Regions from separate parts of the Sus scrofa genome. Here all the other regions are linked to region 1. A link is a contact called in public HiChIP or PLAC-seq data. All regions are on one chromosome and are shown on one strand. Each heading gives the region's core, a stretch centred on a gene start, on an enhancer-like site or on the middle of the called end of the contact. The rest is flanking DNA. Distances are from core to core; before and after follow the strand shown.

Evidence for each region. HiChIP or PLAC-seq counts read pairs in DNA pulled down with a chosen protein or histone mark.
Region 2: a contact with region 1 is called in an H3K27ac HiChIP or PLAC-seq map of skeletal muscle, with 5 times the contacts expected there. The contact joins two enhancer-like sites. A contact is called at or near these places in 2 of 47 Hi-C or Micro-C datasets (fetal heart ventricle and heart right ventricle) and 1 of 2 datasets of contacts at active chromatin or transcription factors (skeletal muscle).
Region 3: a contact with region 1 is called in an H3K27ac HiChIP or PLAC-seq map of skeletal muscle, with 5 times the contacts expected there. The contact joins two enhancer-like sites. A contact is called at or near these places in 1 of 47 Hi-C or Micro-C datasets (embryonic fibroblasts) and 1 of 2 datasets of contacts at active chromatin or transcription factors (skeletal muscle).

What each region holds. Positions count from the first base shown.
Region 1 is chr8:76,638,627-76,643,152 of Sscrofa11.1, reverse strand. The region is part of intron 2 of FBXW7 (F-box/WD repeat-containing protein 7); the gene reads right to left. Among named protein-coding and RNA genes, the nearest start is that of FBXW7, 160 kb to the right of the region's middle. Within about 2 kb of position 1,867, at least 6 of the 83 cell types and tissues checked have an H3K27ac peak or open chromatin away from gene starts, as enhancers often do. A contact at or near this core is called in skeletal muscle, where this site is marked.
Region 2 is chr8:77,290,921-77,295,142 of Sscrofa11.1, reverse strand. All of the region lies in intron 11 of GATB (glutamyl-tRNA(Gln) amidotransferase subunit B, mitochondrial), which reads right to left. Among named protein-coding and RNA genes, the nearest start is that of GATB, 71 kb to the right of the region's middle. Within about 2 kb of position 2,447, at least 6 of the 83 cell types and tissues checked have an H3K27ac peak or open chromatin away from gene starts, as enhancers often do. A contact at or near this core is called in skeletal muscle, where this site is marked.
Region 3 is chr8:77,399,643-77,403,928 of Sscrofa11.1, reverse strand. FAM160A1 (protein FAM160A1) reads left to right here. Exons shown (of 14, transcript XM_021101513.1): 6 at 2,218-2,376. Among named protein-coding and RNA genes, the nearest start is that of GATB, 180 kb to the right of the region's middle. Within about 2 kb of position 1,783, at least 2 of the 83 cell types and tissues checked have an H3K27ac peak or open chromatin away from gene starts, as enhancers often do. A contact at or near this core is called in skeletal muscle, where this site is marked.

The DNA of each region.
Region 1 (4,526 bases), core at 618-3,117:
GTTTTTAAAATTAGTGTCATCAATAATTCAACAATGAAGAAAAACTTGAATCCAAGGGGGATCTAATGCTGCTTTTAACTTTTGTCATCATAGTCGACAGTACTAATTGAACAAACTGATGGAAAGGGCACAGCCCTGCAGTTGGAGGATGGTGACTGTGTCAGCCGTCCTGTTCTGAGATGTTGCCTGCCTGATACAGACCCTGAGGTATGACAAAGATTCTCTCCCTGACCAAACTCTAGACAGGCTCCTCTGAACTCTTTCAACTAGGCCATGTCCTTGGGCATGTTCTCAAGAACCCAAGTTTAGCAAGAATCCTGCTAAATCAATTTAAGCAGAATTCCTCGCCCTTAGTCCCTGATCATGCTTGCTCCCTGCTGGGTTCACCTTCCTCCGTCATCCCCCAAGTGCTGTCTGACCACTGGGTTAAGTTCGCTACACCGGAATCTCTCCTTTACACCCCTGATGTTGCCTCTTAGTGATTTTTCACCCGCTGACCCTCACACTGCTCCTTGGCTATAAATCCCCACTTTTCTTTGATGAGCCCAATCTAATTTCCACCGCTGTAAAACCCCCTTGGAGTAGTGCTTATCCCTATGTGACAGTCCCCTTGAATGAAGTCTGTCTCATTATTTTAATAAGAGTCATAAACTGTTGGATAACTTCACAAATGAAGCCTCTTAAAAGCAGTTATACACAAAAAAAATCCCAAATTTATAAATGTGCCATAGTGCCAAAGTTATCTGTAAGTCAATTATTTGAATCTTTGAATGTATTTTGTCAAAGAAACAATGTCAACTCTGATGGGTTCCCAGGCTTACCCTCCGAAATATGAATGTAACAGTAGTTGAAAAAGTTCTTAGGGAGAAAACACACAAAGGTCACAAAATATAGTAGAAAGAGAAAGGCTACTACCTACAGCATAAGAGAGTCCTGAGGTTAAATACCAGCTTTACTACTTACCAAGAAAACTGGGAAGAGGTAACCTGTTTGAGCCTCTACTGACTGAATATAATAATACCTAACTTATAACACTTAACAGGCATTTAAATCATTTAAGAATTAATTAAAACACAGAAAACAGTGGAACAATGCCTAGAATATATAGTAGGTGTTTTTTAAAGTGAAAGAAATTATTAATAGCATTATTATACTACTACTGTACATCAATTAAGAAGAGAAATTAACAAGCAATAGGTTAAAATTCCAGTGATTAGATATATTAAAAATTTTTCTCCTCATAACTACAAAACAACTAGAAGAGACAATGAGGGGTTTTAAAAGAAATAGAAGGCTATGGCTCTAACAGTCTCTAATTTACCATTAGCTGAAACATATTCAAGCAAAAAGACATATGCACAAGATTTACTATAGTATTACTATAATCATAAAAACCTGTATTTCACTGATAACATAAAGTTTTATTAAAATGCAGTCATGTCCATTCACCCACTCATTTAAGTATTGCCTACAGCTGCTTTCATGCTACAATGTCAGAGCTGAGTAGTTTTAACTGACTATCTAGTCCACAAAGCCTACAATAGTTGTGGGCCCTTTGTAGAAAAAGTTTGTGGACCCCTGATTTAAGCTAACTCTCAATGATAACAATACACAAGAGTGGTATTAATGCAAATATTTTCTCAAATGTCACAAATAATCTAATTTTATTTCTACTTTCACTTTAGAGTAAATGATTTTAAATACGGTATTTTAAACAGATCTTGATATGGAATGTGATCACTACAAAACTGTTTTCAACATCACTGCCTGAGCTCCTGGGTTTCAGGTGAACAGGGCCCTGTACCACACTGTACCCACGGCCTCTCTGCCGCTCTGACCAGCAGCTCGACCCCACTTTCTGAGTCAGCTGTGCTGCTGCTGCTGCTTACGTTACACAATCAGTACATGGTTCAAGGCCAAGAATATATAAGGCACTCTAAAAACGTGTTTGTCTGTAAACCAGCAGAGTCAATCAGATATCTAAAATCTCTATACAAAGCACTGATTGCCTATCATTTGGAAATTTCTACCAAAATGGCAACCCTGAAGAATAACTTTACCAGAATATTCTAAATGCTTCAAAGTCGCCAAATAAAAAGTTAATAAATGAGATAGAAACATTAAAGTGAATTTTCTTTCAGCATGCTATTAGTTTTAAGATATTATTTCTCTTATCACTAGAAAAAAATGCTGCCAGATAAGCTAAAAAATTCCATCAAGATTTATTCCTATTTTAGATATGTTTAAAATGTAGAAGAAGAATGTATCGTAGGATTTAGGAAATACACTATTACCATAACTAGGCATTCCAATTTCAGAGAAAAATAAACCAAATTTCCAGTGATTTTATAGACTAAGTTTTTCATACAAATTTTCTCTTCCTTTAAAGGATGATTACTCCTTTTAGAATAAAAAGTTATACAGTCAACTAATATTCTCAAATATTTCTGGTATCAAGAATTACCTATAGGACTTACACACCCTATTAGGACCTTAATACTGAAAACACTTGAAGGTTACTGGTTACAGGCCGGACTGCTATTTCTTTAGTGTTGTTAGTATTAAGTCCAAAGTATCTTTGGATACTTTTAACATAACATTACACATTATTTTAACATAATATTAAATTAGACTACCAAGTACTAATATTATATTAGATAGCAAGGTAAATAAATTTCCTGAAAACATTTCCAGAGCTATAGTTATGACAACTATTTTAAAGAGTTTTTCGGGAGTTCCCGTCGTGGTGCAGTGGTTAACGAATCCGACTAGGAACCATGAGGTTGCGGGTTTGGTCCCTGCCCTTGTTCAGTGGGTTAGCGATCCGGCATTGCCGTGAGCTGTGGTGTAGGTTGCAGACGCGGCTCGGATCCTGCGTTGCTGTGGCTCTGGCGTAGGCTGGCGGCCACAGCTCCGATTAGACCCCTAGCCTGGGAACCTCCATATGTCGCAGGAGCGGCCCAAGAAATAGCAAAAAAAAAAAAAAAAGAGTTTTTCCCAATTTTAAAAATTATTTTCTTGTGCAAACATGAAATAGATTAACATCTGAGAAGGATGGAGGGCAATGACGTGTTTTTCAGTTTCTGATATGTCAAGTTGTTGAAGGGGTATCATCACACATTAGCTCACTACTTGGAAAGAAACAGCCTACAAAATAGAGAAGTCTATATACTTTGTTGTCATTTTATAAAATTTAATTGACAGAAGCTAAACATATCTAAATGTAAAAGATATACGACACTGAATGTTAGATACAAAATATGATTAATTACATATCATACCAAAAGGTTTTTTTAAACCTTTGATTTAAAAAATACATTAAAAAATGTCTATCATTAACATGACCAAGGGAAGTTGGTAAATTAAATAAGAAGGAGCATGTGAATCAATTTAAAGCTCCCTAAAGGAACCAGCTGCAGAGAGGAGGGGAGAAAATGTAATTACGCCAACCCTCTAATATGTCTAGTGGTCAGAGTCAATGAGTTATGCAATAGAAAATTACTGGCAGGCAGTCTAAGACCCAGGCAGTCTAAAACTAAAAGTGTTAATTTTATTTTTTAACTATCTTCCCCCGAATATTCTAATCTGAATTTTATCTTTCAAATGTAGTCCTTGTCTGTTATTATAAATGCAAGGCTATAATTTACCATAATAGTAAAACCTAGAAAAGTCAAACTGAACGGCGACCCTGGGAAGCCCTCAGGGAAAGCCTTTAAGTTTTCTATCAATTTTTCTTACAGAATCTGCTCCTAAGCCTTTTAGGTTTCATGTACTTGTAAAGAAGATAAAGATAGAAAAAAATACATTGTACATATGAAATAATCTACCATACACTGTATTTAAGTTTATTAGAAATATTCAACAGAAAAAAATTATCTTGATTGTTTATACCTTAACCCTTTAATTTAAAAAACCCACACTTCTTTTCCTGAATTTGAAAATTAACTTATACTGGTGTTTTCTTTAGCAAAAATAATGAAATAATAAATTAGTTTATTAATGACTTTAAAACTTTTAGAGGCCTCTGTGTAAAGGCTTAAATCAGAGTGGTGACCTCATTCAGAAGTTAAAATGAAAGTGACCAAGTGAAAGACAAAATAAAAGAAACACTTTGAAAACATAGGAAAGAAGAAAATATGATGGTGATGGAGATATTTATATTCTATTTTCAATGTAGACATCATATTTAAAACTCACTCAAAAAGTTTCTCAACATGGCCACCACCTGTTTGGAATAGTAGAAACAATTCAAAAAGAACGAAGGTACTTAGAAAATATTTTTTTACAAAAGCTATTTAAGTCCCAGCAAATAGAAGATTCTCGTCACTAAAGAGGAAAAATATTTTTTCAGGTGTTATGAGTTAATCTACTCATTTAATAAAATGTTTCCCTTTTAGTAGAGAGAGAAAAAGGGGGGGAGGTAAAAAAGGGAACTAAAATACTAATAGCACTGATATATGTGAGCACTCATTTACTCTCTGACAAGGTTTTTTTTTTTTTTTGGCTTAATGTGTTCAGGATCCTAA
Region 2 (4,222 bases), core at 1,198-3,697, 650 kb before region 1:
GAGAAGTCAAGAAGGAACAAACGGTCTACTTCTGTGAAAAATCAAAAGTGGATCGTAAGTGCATTTATCCTTGCATCATTCCCAGAGGTAAGAGAAGTGCTTTTCATGTCTTTTCAAAATGAGGAGGAACAGGGGCACATGGCCCACTTAGACCACGCAGCTGGCAGAAGGGAGCTGCCAAGCCTCCGAGCCCAGGGGCCGGCTGACCCTGGCTCCCATCCTGCTCCATGAAAACCACCCGCCCTGCTGGCTCATCAGGGAGATGTGTTTGAAGAGACTGCTACTATCCCCCCCGTCACCCTCTGGACCATAAGCTCCGTGACGCAGGGGCCACACTGCCCTGAGGGTTGAGCTACGTCAGGTCTGGGTTGCGGCGGCTGCCTGGCTAGCCCCAGTGGGTTGGTGGATGGAATCAATGTTGCCCATGATTTTTTTTTTTCTTTTTTTTGAAATCACGCGTGAATGCTCGTCTTTTATCATACCAGGTTCACCTCTAAATACTGGAACTGCCATGGTTATGCACAAGAGTGATGAAAAGCACTTATCAAGTTATACACAGTGGCTAACTGCCCACTCAGGTGGATTTGACAAAACCAAGACATCTGGCTAAGTCCATCCCGTGTTTTTCAATGAGGAAAATAAAAACATGTCCCCTCACTTCTGGGAGGCTGAAGTTTCCAAACGCAGAGGGAACACATTCTATGTCGTAAACAACCCCCATCTGCTGAAATTCAAATCGAACTGCACTGTTCTTGACATATTCCCTTTTAGCTTTATAGTGCACCCTCACCTCTTTCAGAGGACCTTCCTTAACCAAAAGTACATTCTGGAAAAATATGATACTAAGAAGAAGCAAGACATACTGACAAGAGTGCTCTTGATGTTTCTCTATTGCAGACGCTGTAAATACACATAGGCTCACAGCTGCTGAAGTAGAAATTCCATAATAACAATTACAAAAAAAAAAATCTACCTTTCCTTTATAGCAGATGCCTTCTCTGGTGACAAGCCTACTGAATAATCCCATAATTATCTCTTGAATCTCTTTTCAAGCCAATGCTATTATTCCACAAATGCTAAACCAGGGCAAAGGCCAACTCAGCAGCCAAAGCCTGACTATAGATAAAGGCGAAACATGAAGACAAAGTTCTGCTTAACTTATGGAAAAGTATTCGAACTTGCACAATGGCCCACAAACCGCTGGAGAGGGAGAAAACCGCTATCTGGCCCGAATCAGACAGGCAGGATTCCCTTTGTTCTCACGCAGACAGGCTGGCCCACTGGTGAACAGAGCTGTCAGGAGGAGGACTCTGCTTTGCCAAGGAAAGGTTTTCTAAATCCACCTAGAAATATTGCGCTTGAACTCGCAGGCTTGGCTGAGTTGCTGAGACGTGATAAATATCTATTCCTCTACCCTTGGGTGGTTTTTTTATTGGATGGATAACATGGCAGGTCAGATTTCTGTTTGTCTTTTCGTGGCAGTGCTGTGATGAGCCTCTCCAGGCAGGAGCCGGGCTTCACTGGGGGATTCGTGGCTTCAGTACACAATCTGCAGTGGCCAGGGATGTCTGCTATCCTGACTGGGTGAGTTGTGGGTGGTGGGGCTGCACGAAGCTGAGCTGCCACCTGGACAGTGATGGATCAATGGAAGGCCACACGTGGGCTGCCCACTTGGGCTCTTCACATCAGAGGCCCACTTTTCAGGGAAAAAAACAACCACGACACAGCATTCTAGGCCAGGCCTTCTTTGTTTTTCTGTGAGATCAGCAAATGCTACTAAGCTTGGCACACATCTGAGAGATCTCCGTGCACGTGGCAGTTGCAGCCATCTGGTTTTCTCAGGCAAACAGTGGACCAGTGATCCCCTTACATGAAAATCACATTAAGAGCAACACAGGAAGGCCACGGCCCGAGGGACCCTCAACATCCTTCTCAAAGGCAGCGGGCCAGCTCTAATCTAGCCCACATCCGACAGAGCTGAACCTCAGCTACACAGGGCGTCAAGCCTCCCGGCCACGTGTAACTTAAACTGTTCCTTCAGAAGAGCCAGACGGCCTGGCCAACTGTCTAATACCATACACTCTCCACAGCTCTGCAATTGGAAGCATCCTTTTCTCATTTCAACCAAATTTCCCAAAGCATTCCATAGCACCCAGAGCCAGTGTTGGGCCCGCCTCTCAGAGGCTGACAGGAACCCTCCAGCTCCCTGGGTCTATCAGCTGGTCACTGCCGGGGTTGTGGCCACAGGGGTCACCTTGCCTTCCCTGCTGCTCTGGGGAGGAGCCCGCTGCGAGATGCCCCCAAGCTGACTTCTCCATTCTATCTGCAGAGATGACAAAATGCCGGAAGGCAGGGCTGTTTTCTCAAGTGCCGTTCCTGTCCCGAGTCACATGCCCTGGGAACAGGAGGGATGGCAGAACGAGGCTGGGCTATATTTACAGGAAGAATGAAACCCGATAGAGACAGCTGCCTGGTGGCAGACTCAGAAGAAAAAGGCCACAGAGCACACGCTAGGGAATAGCTGGTTATGTGGCAGGCAGGGACCCGGTGGCCATGGGGACCCTGGCTTTATTGCCTGAACACCTGCCACATGGAGATCAGCCCGTGGGGGCTGCCACTGCAGCTAATGATAATAATAGTTCCAACAGCAGTAACAGCAGATGCCGGCACCGCCCAGGGCTCTCTCTGCATTAACTCACCTAATCTCCACGCTGACTCTGGGGCTACAGACCTGCGAATTCGCTCGTTCAGATGAGGACACTGAACCCTGACTTGCTTGAGGTCACCCACCTAGAAGGCAGTAGAGCCGGGACCTGACCTCTGCAGCCTGTGCTCTTCTGCTCCGTGTCCCGCTGCCTCTGACGAAGGACAGTCACATCCCCTCCGTCCTGGGGACCAAAGCTGAGCCCCCAAGGGCATGACGCGAAGTGACCAGCCCATCAAAAGAATGCGCCTGCTCACACTTCCAATTTTATTTGAAAGCTGCCAGCCGTTCAAAGTTTCTTAACATATGACAAATGCTGCCAAGGCCCTCAGCAATTAGCTTAGAAATTAGGAGGAGAAAACACCAAATTCAAGTTCTGCCACTGCCAAGATACGCCTGTACCACGTGGCCCTTACACCCGTTCCCAGACCAGGGTGGGCGGGTGTCGAGTGATGGTGGCAACCCCCCTCCTGAGCCCAGAGCTTTTGGGGACAGGCCCTGACCTCTCTCCTGCATCCTGTCACAGTGAAGTTAGGGGGCAAGCCTGCACCAGGACGCTGTCCAACCTGCGGCACCCCTGACACTACAGAACAAGCCTCAGCATCACTCACAGAACTCTGGTACCAAGCACACTGCATTTCATCATACCCCGACTTCTGTGATGTAGGTAACTGCCTAACCGGGCAGGTCATGCTGTGGGTGGCAGCAGGTGACAGTTCAGGCGACTGCATCTGTGACAGAACGACAGCAGCTCCAACACCCAGCAGCCAGTAAATGGGCCCTGCATCTGTGTTATCGATGGTGGCTCTGTGGTTGCCCCTCACTCCTGTGAGTTTCGTCATTCTTACAGGAGTTCCCATCATGGCACAGTGGAAACAAATCTGACTAGCATCCATGACGACGCAGGTTCAATCCCAGGCCTCGGTCAGTGGGTTAAGGATCTGGCATTGCCGTGAGCTGTGGTGTAGGCCAGCAGCTATAGCGTCGATTAGACCCCTAGCCTGGAACCTCCATATGCCATAGGTACAGCCCTAATAAAAACAAACTAACAAACAAATCATTCTTACAAAGTGAGAAAAACAGAATGCAGATGCAACAGCTTTGGAAAAGACGGCCCTGAAAATACATTGATGGGGTGGAAATGGAAATTAGACAAGGGGGCTGAGGGAGACAGTGGTGGTCCTAGGGCAGAAAGCTCAAGGTCCGGCCACGGGAAGGAACACTCAATGGGGCCGGGGTTTGGGTCTATGATGTGAAAAGGGCCACTCTCTGCTTTTCACAGAAACAAGGAGTGGCTGTGGAAATCCTTCTGTGAATGAGCAAAAATTTAAAATAAATAAATAAATAAAGGGCTCACTCAGAGACATCATCAGTGGGGAAAGACAAAAAGTGGTTAATTGCTGGTGTGAGGCCGGCAGGGGAAAGGGTGTCAGGAGGAGCCAGAATCTAGATCCATCCTGGGCATCTGCAGAAGCGCTGAAATGGACCCCAAACACCAAGGGTAAGCTTTCTAGTCTG
Region 3 (4,286 bases), core at 534-3,033, 760 kb before region 1:
CGTGCACTGTGGTGTAGGTGGCAGCTGAGGCTCAGATCCTGCATTGCTGTGGCTGTGGTGTAGCTCTGATTAGACGCCCTAGCCTGGGAACCTCCATATGCCTCGGGTGTGGCCCTAAAAGGCAAAAAAAAAAAAAAAAAAAAAAGAGAGAGAGAGAGAAATGTATCTAATCTTTTGATTTTTCCAGTATTGAAAGGTCTCATCTCTTTATCTCACTGCCCTCAGCCTCTGCTGTGGGCTCCTAGTCCATACCCCTACCCCTACCCTGTCTCCCTCCTGCTCCTCTGCACTGAGGCCTCAGGTGCTCAAGCCCCAAGCCTGTCCTTTGCCGCTGGCGGGATGGGAACTCCTGGGAAGAGCTGCTGGCTTCTGATTGGACAGGGGGTGAACAGGTCAGGCTGGGCGAGATGGAGGAGACAGCTGATAAAGTAATAAAGGCAAGGCAGACAGTTGCTACACGGAGGGAATTGGAGGGTGTGGTTGGGAGCAAGGCAGGGTTTCTAGGTGACTCTTCCAGGTTCAGCATACTGGATCCACACGTCCTTTTATTTATTTAATTTTTGTCTCTTTTGTCTTTTTTAGGGCTGACCCCCAAGGCATATGGAGGTTCCCAGGCTAGAGGTCAAATTGGAGCTCTAGCCACTGGCCTACACCACAGCCACAGAAACGGGGATTCTGAGCTGCATCTGTGACCTACACCACAGCTCATGGCAACAGCAGAGCCCTAACCCACTGAGCAAGGCTGGGGATTGAATGTGCGTCCTCGTGGATACTAATTGGATTCGTTTCCCCTGAGCCACGGTGGGAACTCTCAAAGTCCCCTTTAAAATGAGGTTTGATTTGGTGTCAACCACCACTGAACCATGTCGGGAACTCCCATGCATCCTTCTGACTTTCTGTATCTGGTGCCAGGCACTACGGATTATTCTCTCATGGCTCATCTGACTAATCCTCCCTCCCCACTCCCTCTGGTCTGTATGGCTTCAGGTACCATCTACATGTGATGGCTCCAGACCTCTGTCTCTAACCCGGATCCCTCTCCTCAGCTTCGGACCCACACATCCGGCCCCTGGGCTGCCCCTCTAGCTCTTCATCTGTCCTGCAGAACCCTGCAGGATCTGACTCCTGTGCGCCCTCCTGCTCCGCCCACCTCTGGTTCTTCACTCCAGAAATGCACTTCACTTCCACCAGGGAAAACCAAGAGGCACTCCGTCTGTGTGTGTTCCTTTTCTACAGTTCTCTCTTGATTTAAGGCATCCCTATTTCTTTTCAAAAATTTTTTTTATTAATGATTTTATTTTTCATTATAGCTGGTTTGGCACAAATGAACCTTTCCACAGAAAGGCATCCCTGTTTCTTAATGACCAAGCTGGATAGTGTGACAATTTGGCGTCCTCACTCACCCTCAGTTACTGAGCCCAAACGCTGTGGGTGTCATTTAGGGACGGAGCACTGAGGGAGGAGATGAACCTTGAGAGCCTTGGCTTAATGCCTGGATTGCTGGCATGATGGATGCTGTAGTGAGAACGCCCTCACACCCACTCCACATGTGATACTCACTTTTCTCCATTCTTTTTCCTGCTGCTGAGGCTTCAGTTTAGACCCACTTTAGCTCTCTTTGAAGTGTTGTCACATCTACCTGACCCGTGACCGCCAGTTTCTTCTTTCTGTGCTTTGTGGAGATGAGATGAAAGCGCTTTGCTAAAGTGTAAACATGCACGTGTCCGCCACCAGCTCTGACAGGTCTGTGGGAATCCTTCTCATAAAGCTGCTCCTGGGTCTTAGGTGAGATCTTCTGTCCTGGCCGCGGCCAGGGGCCGGGGCCCCCCTCTGTATCTGCCCTCAGCGTTCTATAATATAGCCCATCGCTTATGAGCTTGCCCCTCTCCTGAGCACCTTGGGGGCCAGAATCCGGGTTTCTTCATCTTGCGGTCCCCCCGCCCCCCGCCGCCCCCCACCCCCGGCCCTGCGTGGGTCTGGCACAGGAGAAAGAAACAACCTGTGGCCTCCGCAGGTGTGTTTGCCCATGACGTGTGTGCCCTGCCCCTCTGCTGGAGTGGTCCTTCCCAGCCAGCCGGTGTCCTCTGTTTCTAGGAGACCCCCCCAACTAAAGTATGGTCTTTGGACCAGCGGCGGCGGTCGCATTTTCTGGGAGCTGTTGGTTGCCGCGTAAGACCTTGGGGAAAGAGCTTATCCCATTTGTGTTTCTGGACCCAGGTGCTGGCGACCGGGCTCAGTGGCCTCTACTCTTCCCTGCCGACGAAGCTGGAAGAGAAAGGCGAGGAGTGGCACTGCCTTCTCAAGGACGACTGGCTCCTGCTCCCGCCCCTGGTCCAGTTCATGAACTCGCTGGAGTTCTGCAACGCCGTCATCCAGGTCAGCTCGGTGCCGACACGTTGTGAGGGATTCCTTTATAAACACTTCTTCTCTTGTTTTAATAAATGTTTATGAAATACTGATGCTTTAAGCATACTGAATGTCCTTGAATGAGTAAAAATGTTAGTTTATCGTTTTCTGAGAAGTTTTAATGGAGGAAAAAATGAGTAGATTTTCTGTATCTTCCTTAGAAAAAGTGTTATTTCTGTTTTGATTATCCACTTAGCCACCAAAAATAAATTTAATGCCTGACTCATTAAATAGATATTTTTAGGCTTCTAAGTACTCCCAATGACACCACTTTCACGTCAAGGTCTTCTTGGGAAGGAAAAGGAAAAACACTTTATTTTGCTTAATGGTGCATACTACATAAAGAATATTGTTATCCCAATTGAATTTAGAAGAAGTTAAGCATCTTCTTAGCAACACAAATTAAATTTGCTTTGAAATTGGCCGGCTTCAGGGAAAAAACAACCACTGAACCCTAGTATACTTAGCTTCTTGATTAGATTTTTACCTTCAGATTTCTTGTTACTATTTTCAATAAAAACCAGATTTTATATATACTTAAGGGCGTAGTCGGTTTTCATAAAAAAAATGTTGTATTTCTGTATAGCACAGACATTACCTTAATGTTGGATTTATTAGGAAATCAAATTTTCCTTATGGTAATTGTAAGGTGAAAAATGTTAGTTATAATCTGTTTATCTACCAAGTAAAGAAATGGCTTCTGGAAGAAAATGCAAGTAAATTACTTTCGTTCCCATCTCATTTTTATTACTAAGTCAAAGGAAATATTATTTATGTATAAGATAAATGGATTACATCTTAAGTTATTTTTTCCTTTAATATTATAGTTTATCAACGTTTTCTTTGCAGAAATGTGTGGAAATAAAAACGGTGGAACTATTAGTTTCTCCCCAAATGTATGCACAGAAGAGAGATTATCAGTAATTTAATGATCGAGCCTCACTTCCCTAGAAATTGCTTTTTACTTTATTGTTTGACTCTATTGTTTTTTTTTTTTTTAAAGAAAGAATAGTGACGCTACCAGGCCTGTTTAAGAATAGAGAAATGATATATTTCATGTCATATTTTGAGATGGAGGCCAGTATACCTAACGATTTTTTTCTTTGCTGGTACTCCCGAAATGATCCCAGTCGGCCCTCTATACTTTCAGGTTCCACATCTGTGGATTCACCCAACAGAGGATCTGAACATATTTCCAAAAAAATTCAGAAAATCCAAAAAGGCAAAACTTGAATGTGCTGTGCGCCAACAACTCTTTACCTAGCGTGTACATTATATTTACAACGATTTATCTTTATTCGGTACTCTAAGTAGGTTAGAGATGATTTACTTGTAGGGGAGGATGTGTGTGGATTATATGCAAATACTAATACCATACAAGGGATTTGAATATCTGCAGGTTTTGGTATCCTGGTAGGGCAGGAGCATGCTGGAATCAATTCCCCAGAGATACTGTGGAACAGTTGTAATTATAAAAGATATTAGGGAGTTCCCTGGTGGCTCAGTGGGTTAAGAATCTGGCATTGTCAGGTAAGGATCTGAATTGTCAGCTCAGGTCACTGCTGTGGCTCGGATTTGATGCCTGGCTCAGGGACTAAACAAAAAAGGCTAAAAAAAAGAGGATATTAGTAAGGCTTATCCATGCTAAATATGTATTGAAAATTAGATATAGGAAGTGTTGTACCTCTGAGAATGTTTTCTGCTTCTTAACAGTATCCACTTTTTATGCAAATATTTTCTAAATGCCTTCCTCCCTGATGTAAATGATGATCAGAAAATATATTTCAAAATGAGAAATTTTTTTCCTGCCAGCAAAACGAATGAATTCCCTTGTCCATTTTGACAGTTATTATTTTTTTAAATTAGTCACAAGTTGAGAT